4 separate regions of the Pan troglodytes genome follow, and regions 2, 3 and 4 are each linked to region 1. The links are chromatin contacts, called in public HiChIP or PLAC-seq maps. All regions are on one chromosome and are shown on one strand. The core of a region is the stretch at or near the end of the contact, and the rest is flanking DNA. Distances in the headings are between cores, read along the strand shown. Region 1 holds the start of PDE4A (phosphodiesterase 4A). Region 2 holds the start of KRI1 (KRI1 homolog). Region 3 holds the start of ATG4D (autophagy related 4D cysteine peptidase). Region 4 holds the start of ILF3 (interleukin enhancer binding factor 3).

Region 1 (2,700 bases), core at 109-2,608:
GCAACCACCGCCTCCCGGGTTTAAGCAATTCTTCTGCCTCAGCCTCCCGGGTAGCTGGGATTACAGGCGCCTGCCACCACGCCCGACTAATTTTTGTATTTTTAGTAGACATGGGGTTTCACCATGTTGGCCAGGCTGGTCTTGAACTCCTGACCTCAAGTGATCCGCCTGCCTCGGCCTCCCAAAGTGCTAGGATTACAGGCGTGAGCCACTGTGCCCAGCTTCTCCTTTAATCTTGAGTGCCTTTCCCTAGTCTCTCTCTGTCCGAGGACAGAATTTTAGTCTTCACAGTCTGAAATCACCCGCGGGGATTTGTATGTTTATACAGGGATCCTGCTCCCTCACTAGCCAGGAGCAGGGACCCCTCTGGGTTTGTTGGTTGCTGCTGCCCCAAAGCCTGGTCACAGTGCCCAGTACATCGTAAGTAGACACTTGGGAAAGAGATGTGAAATGAGCTAATAAATAAAATGATGGCGCAAAAGCAGGCTCCGCGAGCACGATTTCGCGGAATCCTAGGTGTGTGTCATTACCCACTTTGCAGAGGAGGAAATTGAGACTCAGGAAGGCAAAGCCGCCTGCCGGGCCCCACCGCAGCTCAGTGGTATGTGGCTATGGGATGTAGCAGAAGAAGCAAGGGTAGCCCCAAAAAGCGTTCCCAATTCCCGCAAACCTCCCCCCCGCCCCCGACACACACACAGGCAGGAGAGACATAGCAGGGTTTGCACCGATGGGGGTGGGATGGGGACCGGGGACAGAGGGACAGTGCAAAGCAACTTAGGGGTCTCTCTCCTCAGTCCCCAGGGCTGGAGGTGCTGTGCTGGCAGATTAGGAAATGCTTGGCGTTGATGGGGAAGCTTCCGGCGCCCTATCCCCAGTTCTGGAAGCTGAGGCTCCGGGAACCCTGTTTTGCTGAAGCTGGGCAGCTCCAGTCTCCAGAGCCAGGAAGAGACCCCCGCGCCTATCCAGGAATCCCCGACATCTGGGATTCTCTCCAAACACCCCCAGGCTGATGACGGGGCCGAAGCCCTAAAGGGCATACGGTGGGGGTGGGGGTACGACTTTCCTGGGGAGCCGGGGAACCCCCTACCGTCCTGGCCCCCTCCCACTGTGGCACCGTGTCCCCCTCCCCACCGCAGCTCGCAGCCCCAAGCTTACCTTGCGGGGGGGCCTGGGGAGGGGATGCCCCGCCCTCCCTGGCCTGGGGGCGGGAGGGGACGGGGGTGTCCAGACCCTTTGTTTGCTGGTGTGTGAGTGTGTATGTGTGTGTGCGATTGTGAGAGCCGCCGGGGTGTGGGTCCGTGCGCGCGCGTGCCCGGGCCGTGACGGCCACTGATGTGCTGGACTGCCAGGGTGGAGGGGAACAGGGAGGGGTAGGAGATGGGGACTCCCCCGCCCCTGCCCGCCCACTCGCGGGTTTGAATGAAGCGCGAGGGGGAAGGGCGGCAGCGGGAGGACGTTTTTGTCCGATGGCCCTTCCCGCTCCATGCACCGGGGAATCCTCCCCCTTCTGGAGACCTTCGCTCGCTCTCTCCAGGCACTGCCTCCAACGTCGGCTCCAGGGGAGACTAGGAAGAGGCGCCCCTCACCGGAGTGGCTGGAGCTCCTCCTATCCAGCCTGACCCCCGAGGGAGCACCCTTTAATCTGAGATAATCCTGGCCCAAGGCTGCAACACGGCCTATTATCCTGGTATCAAAGCGTGGATTGGGATGCATGGAAGTGTGAGGTGGTCGGGGCCCTGCATGCTTAGAGTAATGGAGTCCTTAGAGCCCCGGCGGAGGAAGCGTACCCCCAGACGAACGGGGAGGGGCTATGCGTGGCCCCAGACTGTGACGACAAGGAAAGCCCCCTTCCACCCCTCCACGATTCCCCCCACCAAGCGCGGGGCCAGGAATACGCGCCGTGGGCTAGACTCTAGCGACACCCAGCGGCCAGCGGGGTGGGGCGCCGAGACCCGTTTTGAGGGGGTCCGGGTGATTCCAAAGTGTGTGTGTGTGTGCGCGCGCGCGCGCGCGAGTCCTCGCTGCGAATGGCAGGAGGTGGAAGACAAGGAGAAGGCTGTTGCCGAGGCGGGGAAACCCCAGCTCCCAAGGCAGGGCCACAGTCTCCCCTCCACGTTTAACCCTGCAAGGGGAGGGCCATACCACCCCCGATTTAGACACCCCCAGGGCAGGTCCAGTCCTCCTCGGGCTGAGAAAGTCCGAGGAGTCATCAGGCGCCCCTCTCCAGCGCAGGCTTAGGTCCCCGTTTACGAAGGGCAGGGGGAGGGCCTTCCCGCCGTGTCCCTACCCCTTGCAGACGTCACTGCGGCGTGGCTGAGGGGACAGTCCTCTCAGTCTCATCAACCGTCCCCTCCCTGCCACCCCAAACGCCCACCGTGGAGCGGCGGGAGATGAGGGGGGCTCGGAGTTGAAGCGCGCACTCATATGCCCCCAGGAGACCTAGCGGAGCCCCAGCGCCCGATGACGCGGAGTCTCTGCGGGAACTCCAGGGGGCCGGAACACTTACGCAGGGCCCTTTAAGGCTGGCTGGGTAGCTAGTGCCGCTGCCGCGGTTACTAGGGATGTGACGTCACACAGGGCGGGGTTTCCCGCGCTCGGCGGAAGCGGAAGGGGCGGGGCTCCGCGCACCGAGTCTCCACTGCTGCCACCGTCGCCGCCACCCGAGCCGGAGCGGGCTGGGCCGCCAAGGCAAGATGGTGG
Region 2 (2,700 bases), core at 96-2,595, 160 kb before region 1:
CTTATGCAGCTTCTCCGTTCACTAGAGGACCCCTCCTCTAGCATTTCCTGTTTCTGGGAGATGCCTCTTTCTGGATGACCTTTCTCTTTCCAGTGACCCCTTTTGTGGAACCTCCTCCCTTGAGGACCTCCTGATCCTCTGTCCCTCACACAGGTCATGATGTTTGGCAGCACCGCCATCGCCCTGGAGCTGCTGAAGCAAGGTGCCAGCCCCAATGTCCAGGACACCTCCGGTACCAGTCCAGTCCATGACGCAGCCCGCACTGGATTCCTGGACACCCTGAAGGTCCTAGTGGAGCACGGGGCTGATGTCAACGTGCCTGATGGCACCGGGGCACTTCCAATCCATCTGGCAGTTCAAGAGGGTCACACTGCTGTGGTCAGCTTTCTGGCAGCTGAATCTGATCTCCATCGCAGGGACGCCAGGGGTCTCACACCCTTGGAGCTGGCACTGCAGAGAGGGGCTCAGGACCTCGTGGACATCCTGCAGGGCCACATGGTGGCCCCGCTGTGATCTGGGGTCACCCTCTCCAGCAAGAGAACCCCGTGGGGTTATGTATCAGAAGAGAGGGGAAGAAACACTTTCTCTTCTTGTTTCTCCTGCCCACTGCTGCAGTAGGGGAGGAGCACAGTTTGTGGCTTATAGGTGTTGGTTTTGGGGGTGTGAGTGTTTGGGGGACGTTTCTCATTTGTTTTTCTCACTCCTTTTGGTGTGTTGGACAGAGAAGGGCTCCTGCAGGCCACAGCCACCTAAACGGTTCAGTTTCTTCTGCGCCCCAGGCTGCTGGGGCCTCAGACAAGACCCAAGGGCAGAGCATTTAAGAGTGAAGTCATGACCTCCAGGGAGCCTAGAAGCTGGTGGCCTTGGCCGGCTGTGCTCAGAGACCTGAAGTGTGCACGTTGCTTCAGGCATGGGGGGTGGGGGGAGCGTCCCAAATCAATAAGAAGGTAGAATGAGTTATGAGTTATTCATATTCTATTGGAAGCTTGTTTTCCAGTCTCTTGTACAGCATTTTAAAAGAAATGGATTCTATTTATTATGCTTTATTGGAAAAAATGTTGTAATAATTTAATGTTTTTACCCATTAAATTAAGACTTGTGCATGATCACAGCACGGGTGGCTTCTGATTTTTGAGTCTGGGATGGAGAGTTACACATCCCGGATGTTGATGGGGATGAGGACGGGGGTCGCGGATCGTGGATGTGGTGGGTGAGGGGAGAGAATAGTAATTCCGAGGGCGCCAGGGTGAGTGAGCTGGGTGGGGCAGCGGTTTTCGCTGTCGGAACGGAAGGGAAGCAGGAAACCGCGAGTGGAGAAAGGGCCCCCAGATGTCAGCTGGGTGCCCGGAGCACAGGGGGTGGGGCGGGTGGGCGGTGGCCGCGGCCTTCCCCGCAGGGGCGTAGCCGTGGGCGGTGACTGCGGTGATGAGGCGAAAGGGATCCCGGAAAAGCCAGGGGCGGGGTTAGCAGCGGTACGCCTCGTTTACAAGTGGATGTGGGCGGGATTGAGGGCGGCCCCGCCCCGTCCAGGGCTTCCTCAATGCGCGTGCGCAATGGGCCACAGAGCCGCCATGCCGGAACCGCGCGGGTCGTCGCAGCTGCGGGTTAACGCGGCGTTTGCCGCGCGGTACAACCGCTACCGGGAACGCGAGGAACTGCAGCGGCGTGAGTGCGGGGCGCCTGCGCGCGGGAGCCTGCGCGCGCCGGCCGGTTGGGAAGTGGGGAGTCGAGTGGACCCGCCGGCTGACCTGGGGGGGGCATCCCGTCTGTGTCCCGCAGTGAAGGATCGCTACGGGGACCGAGACAGCAGCAGCGACTCCAGCTCCGAGTCGGACTCCAGCGACGAGCGCGTGGTGCGCGTCCCCGCCCCGTCCTGGACGTGCGGAGGCGTCCAAGCCCCCCCACTGCACCCCGACCCCGATGTAGACGGGGGGGATCCCCCATCCCCAGAGCGCCCTGCGGGAGCGTCCCATCCCCCGCTCCCCATCCCATGAGGGACAGACTGTGCCCCCCTCTCCCCAGGGGAGCCAAATCCCCGTTATTTTCTCTCCCTTGCCACGATCCACCTGCCCACTCTGATGTGTGGGGCGACTCTGTCCCCCAAGAACCCCCCCCTTTCCTCTTTCATCCTCAAGAGTCTAGCCATTTTTTAGTGTACTCCTTGCGCCACGTGGGGCCCCCAACTTCTCACATCAGCCCTGATCCTGGCCCCACTGTGCGGCCTGGCCCAGCGCCTCCCCGCTGTCTCTCTTGTGCCCTCAGCCCACCTGCCCCTTGTCAAGTCTTTGTCTTCCCCAGGAATTACCTTCTCCTTGCCCCTCACCTTCCTCTACCCATATCCTGTACCTACCTGTGGCCTGCCCCTGCCCACCCCAAGAGGGCCCCTCTCCCTCCTGCTGTTTGACCACCTGTTTGACCTCCCCAGCCAGATCCACCCGCCTCCATCCTAATCCCTACGCTGAGCTCACCTGCTGGCACCAGGGCTCTTATTATCTCCCTTCTGAAATCTATCCCCAACCCTTTTCCTGCCCTAGGAATTTGACCCCCAGCAGGAGCGGGACTTTTACAAAACGCTCTCCTTGTTGAAGAAGAAGGACCCCCGCATTTATCAGAAAGATGCCACCTTCTATAACAGAACAGGTCCGGGGCCACTCCTGTCTAAACCTCTCCTTCCTCTGGAGCAGAATCCGGGGTCCTTTC
Region 3 (2,700 bases), core at 130-2,629, 140 kb before region 1:
GGGACACAAAGTCCCGCTGGAAACGCTGTATGTCACCTACAAGAGCGGGTCTGTCAGCTGCCACCAGGGACACTCGGGCGGGCGTGGAGAGGCCTCCCCCAACCCTGGTCCCAACCACCAGCTCACCCTCGCCCTCGAAACGGTAGCGGCGGCCACAGAGGTGGATGCTGGAGATCTTGCTAAAGCTGGTCCGGCTTTTAACCACCCAACCTGGGGAGACGTAGGGGCAGCGCCCAGCGAGATGAAGCACTTGCATGACAGCAACAGCGCTTCCATTCCCCCATCTGTGAAATGGGCACGATCCTAGTTCCTATCTCCGGGGTGGCTCTGGGGATTCCGTCGGAGGTGGGGCCCCCAGTGACAGCTACAGGAGTGTCCACCATCAATTCAGGATGAAGGAAGGTAGTTCTGATTATTGTACCCATTTTACAGAGAGGGGCAAAAACGGAGGCGCCAGGAAGCAAAGGATCTTGCCCAAGGTCACACAGGGGAATGGGCGGGGCTTGAAAACACTATTGGACCTGCCACAGGTCCACCCTGGGCCGGGCAGGGAGGGGACCCACAGGTGACTCAGGACGGGAACAAGGGTGGGATAACTGGCAGGACCGGTGTCTGGTTTTCCTCAACGGCCCCCGACACCCCCACGATCTCCGGGCCCCCTCCTCACCGTACTTGACGTTGTTCCAGGCTGTCAGGAACTTGGCCTTGAACTTGTCCACTTCGTCCGGCTCACTCGGGCCAGCCCCGGGAGAGCCAAGAGCGAGGCCGCTGGCTCCGGAAGGCCCCAGGCCGTTGGGGTCTGGGCCTCTGGGACCCCGCGGCCTGCGGGCCTCGGGCCGGCGGCGCGCGTCCTCCGGGCTGCTGCTCCGGTACTGCGCGGCGGCCGGCGACACTGAGTTCATGGACGCGCCGGGAGGGCGGACCGAGGGCCCAGGTGGGGGGCTGCGGCCGCTGCCCCCCAAGGGCGACCCGCAGCCGGTTCACGGGGCCCGGGGAAGGCGCTACTCGGCCCCCGTCCCCAGGGTCCCGGGCCAGGCAACAGCCGCCGCCGCTGCTACCGTAGCCATCGCCATCTTAGCGGGCCAGGACCCCGGATGGCGGTGGGCGTGGCCAAGCCAGACGCCCCGCCCCGCCCTCTCCCCGCCCAGCCGCCTTTCCTAACCCCGATCCCGGGTCGCCAGGCGGGGACCTCAAACCCCGACGCCTCCCCGCGGCCTCCCCCCGCCCTCCTTATCAAACCGCCAGGAGCGCGACAGCCCCTTCAGGCCCTTATCGGAGGCAGCAGAGCTGGGGAACCCCTGCCCCTGGCCCCGCCCCTAGTCCTGCCCCCCAGGGCCTAGGACTGACCTCCCGGCAGGCGCCCAGGTGAGACTGACTGCGCACCTGCAGCGCCCGCCCCGCCTCCCGAGTGCACCTGCGCGGGCTGCCGACCCAGAACCCGCCCTGGTCTGGGACCAAATCGACTAGTGTGACCTCCGGGGCAAGCCACGCCTCTCTGTGCCTCAGTTTCCTCATGTGCAAAATAGGGCTGGAATACACGCAACAACATAGACGAATCTTCATGAGAATTATGCTCAGGGAAAAAAATCCAGGGGTAGGCAGGCGCGGGAGAGAGGGATGAATGAAGTGCTCCAGGAAAGTTTTTTTCAGTGTTTGTTTTGTCGAGACAGCATCTGGCTCTGTTGTCCAGACTGGAGTGCAGTGGCGCTTTCATAGCTCACTGCAGCCTCCAACTCTGATCCTCCAACCTCAGCCTCCAGAGTAGCTGAGACCGCAGACAGGAGCCACCATGCCTGGTTAATTTTTTAAATTTTATTTGTAGATAAGGGGTCTCGCTATGTTGTCTAGGCTGGTCTCAAACTCCTGGCTTCATGAGATCCTCCCGCCTCAGCCTCCCAAATGCTGGGATTACAGGCGTGAGCCACCACCTCAGGCAGGAAGACATTTTTTGGAGCTGTGGATAAATTCAGTATCTTAACTGTAATAGTGGCTTCACAGGTGTGAAAACTCATCAGATTGTATGCTTAAAATTTGCATGGTTTTGTATATGTCTATTATACCTCAATAAGGCTGAAAAAAAACCTCTTTGTTTTAAAAAGTAATCAGTTAACTTTTTATAGAGACAAGTTCTCTCTATGTTGCCCAGGCTGGCCTGAAACTCCTTAGCTCAAGTGATCCTCCTGCCTCAGCCTCCCAAGTAGCTCAGACTACAGGAAAATATTTTATTTTATTTTATTTTTTAATTTTTTTTCTCTAACCTTGCAAGCCCCAAACAGATTTTGGTTGTTGTTGTTGAGACAGGGTCTTGCTCTGTCATCCAGACTACAGTGCAGTGGCCTGATCATGGCTCACTGCAGTCTCAACTGCCGAGGCTTAAGCAAGTCTCCTGCCTCAGCCACCCGAGTAGCTAGGACTACAGGCACATGCCACCACCCCTGGCTAATTTTTTTTTTTTTTTTTTTGAGACAGAGTCTCGTTCTGTTGCCCAGGCTGGAGTGCAGTGGCGCGATCTCGACTCACTGCAAGCTCTGTCTCCCAGGTTCACACCATTCTCTTGCCTCAGCCTCCCGAGTAGCTGGGACTACAGGCGCCCGCCACCACGCCTGGCTGATTTTTTGTATTTTTAGTAGAGACGAGGTTTCATCGTGTTAGCCAGGATGGTCTCGATCTCCTGACCTCGTGATCCGCCCACCTCGGCCT
Region 4 (2,700 bases), core at 18-2,517, 250 kb before region 1:
AGAAGAGATCCCTCATTCTCCTCAAATTTGGCCACTGAACTGGGGGAGGAGCATGCAGACCGCCGTACACCCCAAATAATTCATCCAGGCGGTGAATTAACTGGGGCAGAACCTCATGAGTAACCTCGAGAATCTCAATCGTTCAACTACTTGAGAAAATAAAGGTAGAAAGGGGTTTTAAGCATCCACGTTTCGGGGCCCAAGCTTGCACCCAAGTAGATTGCCGTTCTAGGGAAGGCAAATACTAACAATCTGGAAAAACATTCAACAACGAAAACAAACGAACTAAAGAAAAAGCTGAAACCCTCCCAAGTTTGGACCCTGATCTGAGAGAGGCCTGGCTGACCAGAGATTTGGAAACCCGACGAACCCACAAAGGCTTCCTCAGCAATCCGCGTGGGAAGGGGCTTCCAAGGAGGGGTCCGGCTCTCCGCGCCCTGTGAGGACAAAGGAGGCGACGTTTCCCGCCTCGGGAACCTGGGACTCTCCTGGAATCGGGGGCGGGACCGGGACAAAGAGGAGGAGGGGGTAGGGAAGGAGTGAGGAAGGGGGGTCGCCCCGCCGCGGAGCTCGGGACCCGAGGGGGTGTGTGCTCCAAGCACGTGCGCGCGTCCCCAGGACCCCGCAACAGACAAAAGCCCAGCCGCGGGGAGGCGGCAGCCGGGGGCCCGGTGCGCGCGCACCCCCCGCGCGTGGCGCCGCCGCCGGCCGAGGGGCCGCGTGCGGGGGGGAGCGGCTGCGCGCGCACCGAGTCCTCGCCGCCGCCGCAGCCGCCATTTTGTTTCCTCCGCACAATGGAGGAGAGTTAACGGCCGAGCGCGGGAGCGAGGCCGGCAAGGGAGGAACGGGCCAGGCGCCGGGATGAGGGAACCGGGCGGAGGCGGCGAGCGCGGGATCCCTCCAGCCTTGTCACCGCGAACCCTCAGTGGGGATCTCACTGAGGGCGGGCGGGGGGAGGGGCAGAGGCGGGAGCGGGCCCGGCCGCCGCCACATTGACGCTTACCTTGTCGGCGTCCCCTTCTTCGACCGCAGCCGCCGCCGCCGCCGCCCTCCTGCCACAGCCCGCCGGGGTCTGCCCCCAAAAGCCACGCGGTGCGCGCCGGGCTGCTGGGTCCAACTGCAATGGCGAGAAGAGGAGGAGGAGGAGTCCGGACCGGGGGCGAGCGGGCGGGCGGGCAGGCGCGCGCCGGGGAGGTGCGGGAACACGTGACCGGCTGAAGCCCCGCCCCCTTTGACGCCGCGTTGCGCCTCGACGCAGGCCCAACCCAAATGGGAGGGAGGGGCGAAAAGAGATAAGGGGGGGCTGAGGGGGTGGGCGTGAGTTGTCACGTGGTGCAAGCGGGCGTGTTTGCGTGCGTAGTCACGTGACTTCGGCACCTTTCCCTCCGCTTTCGATAGGTTGCTCCATCATGTGACAATGGCGAATTTCGCGGTTTCCTTCGCCATCTGACAACAACTTTTGGCGCCTTCCCTTTGCCGTACTGGGAGTCCTCCATCACGTGACGAGGGCACGCTCTGGTTTTCGCTAAGGCGTTTTTTGAGCGGCCATTACCACGTGATGCAAGGCAAGCGTCAGAGGCGGAGCCTCCCTACGGCTGCGACATTTTGCGCCTGCGCGGCCGCCATCTTACGCCCGTCGCCCTGAGTACGTTAGCGGAAATGGCTCTGAGAGGCTTTGACGCATGTGTACCTTTTTAGTGGCGGTATCTCGGCCGGGGATTTTCGGGCTCCAGTGGAGGTGGCTATGCTCACCCCATCTCCCTTGAGAGGCACAGAAGGTTAGAGATGTGTGCGAGGAACGGCCAGGTCCAGCGTCTCCTCGTTGCTGCCCCTTGAGCCCGGGACCGGCGCCAATGTGCGCCCGGGTTCTTGCGTTCTTTTGTCCCGCAGACCTGCCTTGGTGTGGCGTCCCCCTGGGCCGTAGCTTCCGAAGGCTGCAGCCGACCTGGTCGGGGTCCTCTAGCCCGCCTTCCCCTTCCCCCATTGACAGATGGAGAAACTGAGGCCCAGGCCAAAAAATATCTCACTAGAGGGCTCACCGCCATTTCCTGGAAAAGTTGGGGCTGGGACTCAACGGACGCTCGTCCAGCTGCAGCGCGGAGCTCCGAAATAAAGGCGCCCGTGACCGAGTGCTTTGTCCTTACAAGCGTGGTGTTCTTGAATGCTTCCAGGCGCCTTATGAGGCCCCCGATGTACAATCTGTGCTTAACTAAACCCCACTCTCTTCCAGGGTCAGGTTGGCCATCCGCAGGCGTAGTTGCTAGGAAGGTTGGACAGATGCCCGCCTGTTGATTCAGACGTTCCCAGGATTTGGAGCAAGAAGAGCAAGGAAGGCCAGGCGCGGTGGCTCACGCCTGTAATCCCAGCACTTTGGGAGGCCGAGGCGGGCGGATCACGAGGTCAGGAGTTCGAGACCAGCCTGGCCAGCATGGTGAAACCCCGTCTCTACTAAAAATACAAAAGAAAATTAGCCGGGTGTGGTGGCACATGCCTGTAGTCCCACCTACTTGGGAGGCTGAGGCAGGAGAATTGTTTGACCTGGCAGGCGGAGGTTGCAGTGAGCCGAGATTGCGCCACTGCACTCCAGTCTGGGCGACAGAGCGAGACTCCGTCTCAGAAAAAAAAAGAGCAAGGAGGTGTTGAAAATGGGTTTCCTGGCTGGGCGCGGTGGCTCACGCTTGTAATCCCAGCACTTTGGGA

What was found. HiChIP or PLAC-seq counts read pairs in DNA pulled down with a chosen protein or histone mark.
Region 2: an H3K4me3 HiChIP or PLAC-seq map of stem cell-derived excitatory neurons shows a contact between it and region 1, with 7 times the contacts expected there. The contact joins the promoter of KRI1 here to the promoter of PDE4A in region 1. A contact is called at or near these places in 1 of 7 Hi-C or Micro-C datasets (stem cell-derived neural progenitor cells) and 1 of 1 datasets of contacts at active chromatin or transcription factors (stem cell-derived excitatory neurons).
Region 3: a contact with region 1 is called in an H3K4me3 HiChIP or PLAC-seq map of stem cell-derived excitatory neurons, with 2.4 times the contacts expected there. The contact joins the promoter of ATG4D here to the promoter of PDE4A in region 1. A contact is called at or near these places in 1 of 7 Hi-C or Micro-C datasets (stem cell-derived neural progenitor cells) and 1 of 1 datasets of contacts at active chromatin or transcription factors (stem cell-derived excitatory neurons).
Region 4: a contact with region 1 is called in an H3K4me3 HiChIP or PLAC-seq map of stem cell-derived excitatory neurons, with 7 times the contacts expected there. The contact joins the promoter of ILF3 here to the promoter of PDE4A in region 1. A contact is called at or near these places in 1 of 7 Hi-C or Micro-C datasets (stem cell-derived neural progenitor cells) and 1 of 1 datasets of contacts at active chromatin or transcription factors (stem cell-derived excitatory neurons).

Annotation. Positions count from the first base shown.
Region 1 is chr20:13,129,933-13,132,632 of NHGRI_mPanTro3-v2.0_pri, reverse strand. It overlaps PDE4A (phosphodiesterase 4A), which reads right to left and starts at 1,358. Exons shown (of 17, transcript XM_063801163.1): 1 at 1,156-1,358. CDC37 (cell division cycle 37, HSP90 cochaperone) reads left to right here. Exons shown (of 10, transcript XM_063801171.1): 3 at 2,578-2,700. The coding sequence starts at 2,694. MIR1181 (microRNA mir-1181) reads left to right here and starts at 2,635; the gene lies at 2,635-2,700.
Region 2 is chr20:13,291,376-13,294,075 of NHGRI_mPanTro3-v2.0_pri, reverse strand. KRI1 (KRI1 homolog) reads left to right here and starts at 1,345. Exons shown (of 19, transcript XM_063800546.1): 1 at 1,345-1,665; 2 at 1,780-1,853; 3 at 2,535-2,640. The coding sequence starts at 1,494. CDKN2D (cyclin dependent kinase inhibitor 2D) reads left to right here. Exons shown (of 3, transcript XM_016934999.3): 3 at 154-1,109. The coding sequence ends at 513.
Region 3 is chr20:13,268,802-13,271,501 of NHGRI_mPanTro3-v2.0_pri, reverse strand. It overlaps ATG4D (autophagy related 4D cysteine peptidase), which reads right to left and starts at 1,379. Exons shown (of 10, transcript XM_016934998.4): 1 at 668-1,379; 2 at 127-284; 3 at 1-36. The coding sequence starts at 256.
Region 4 is chr20:13,379,709-13,382,408 of NHGRI_mPanTro3-v2.0_pri, reverse strand. ILF3 (interleukin enhancer binding factor 3) reads right to left here and starts at 1,267. Exons shown (of 20, transcript XR_010153713.1): 1 at 1,004-1,267. It overlaps LOC107969665 (a long non-coding RNA gene), which reads left to right and starts at 1,656. Exons shown (of 2, transcript XR_001711623.4): 1 at 1,656-1,778; 2 at 1,991-2,700.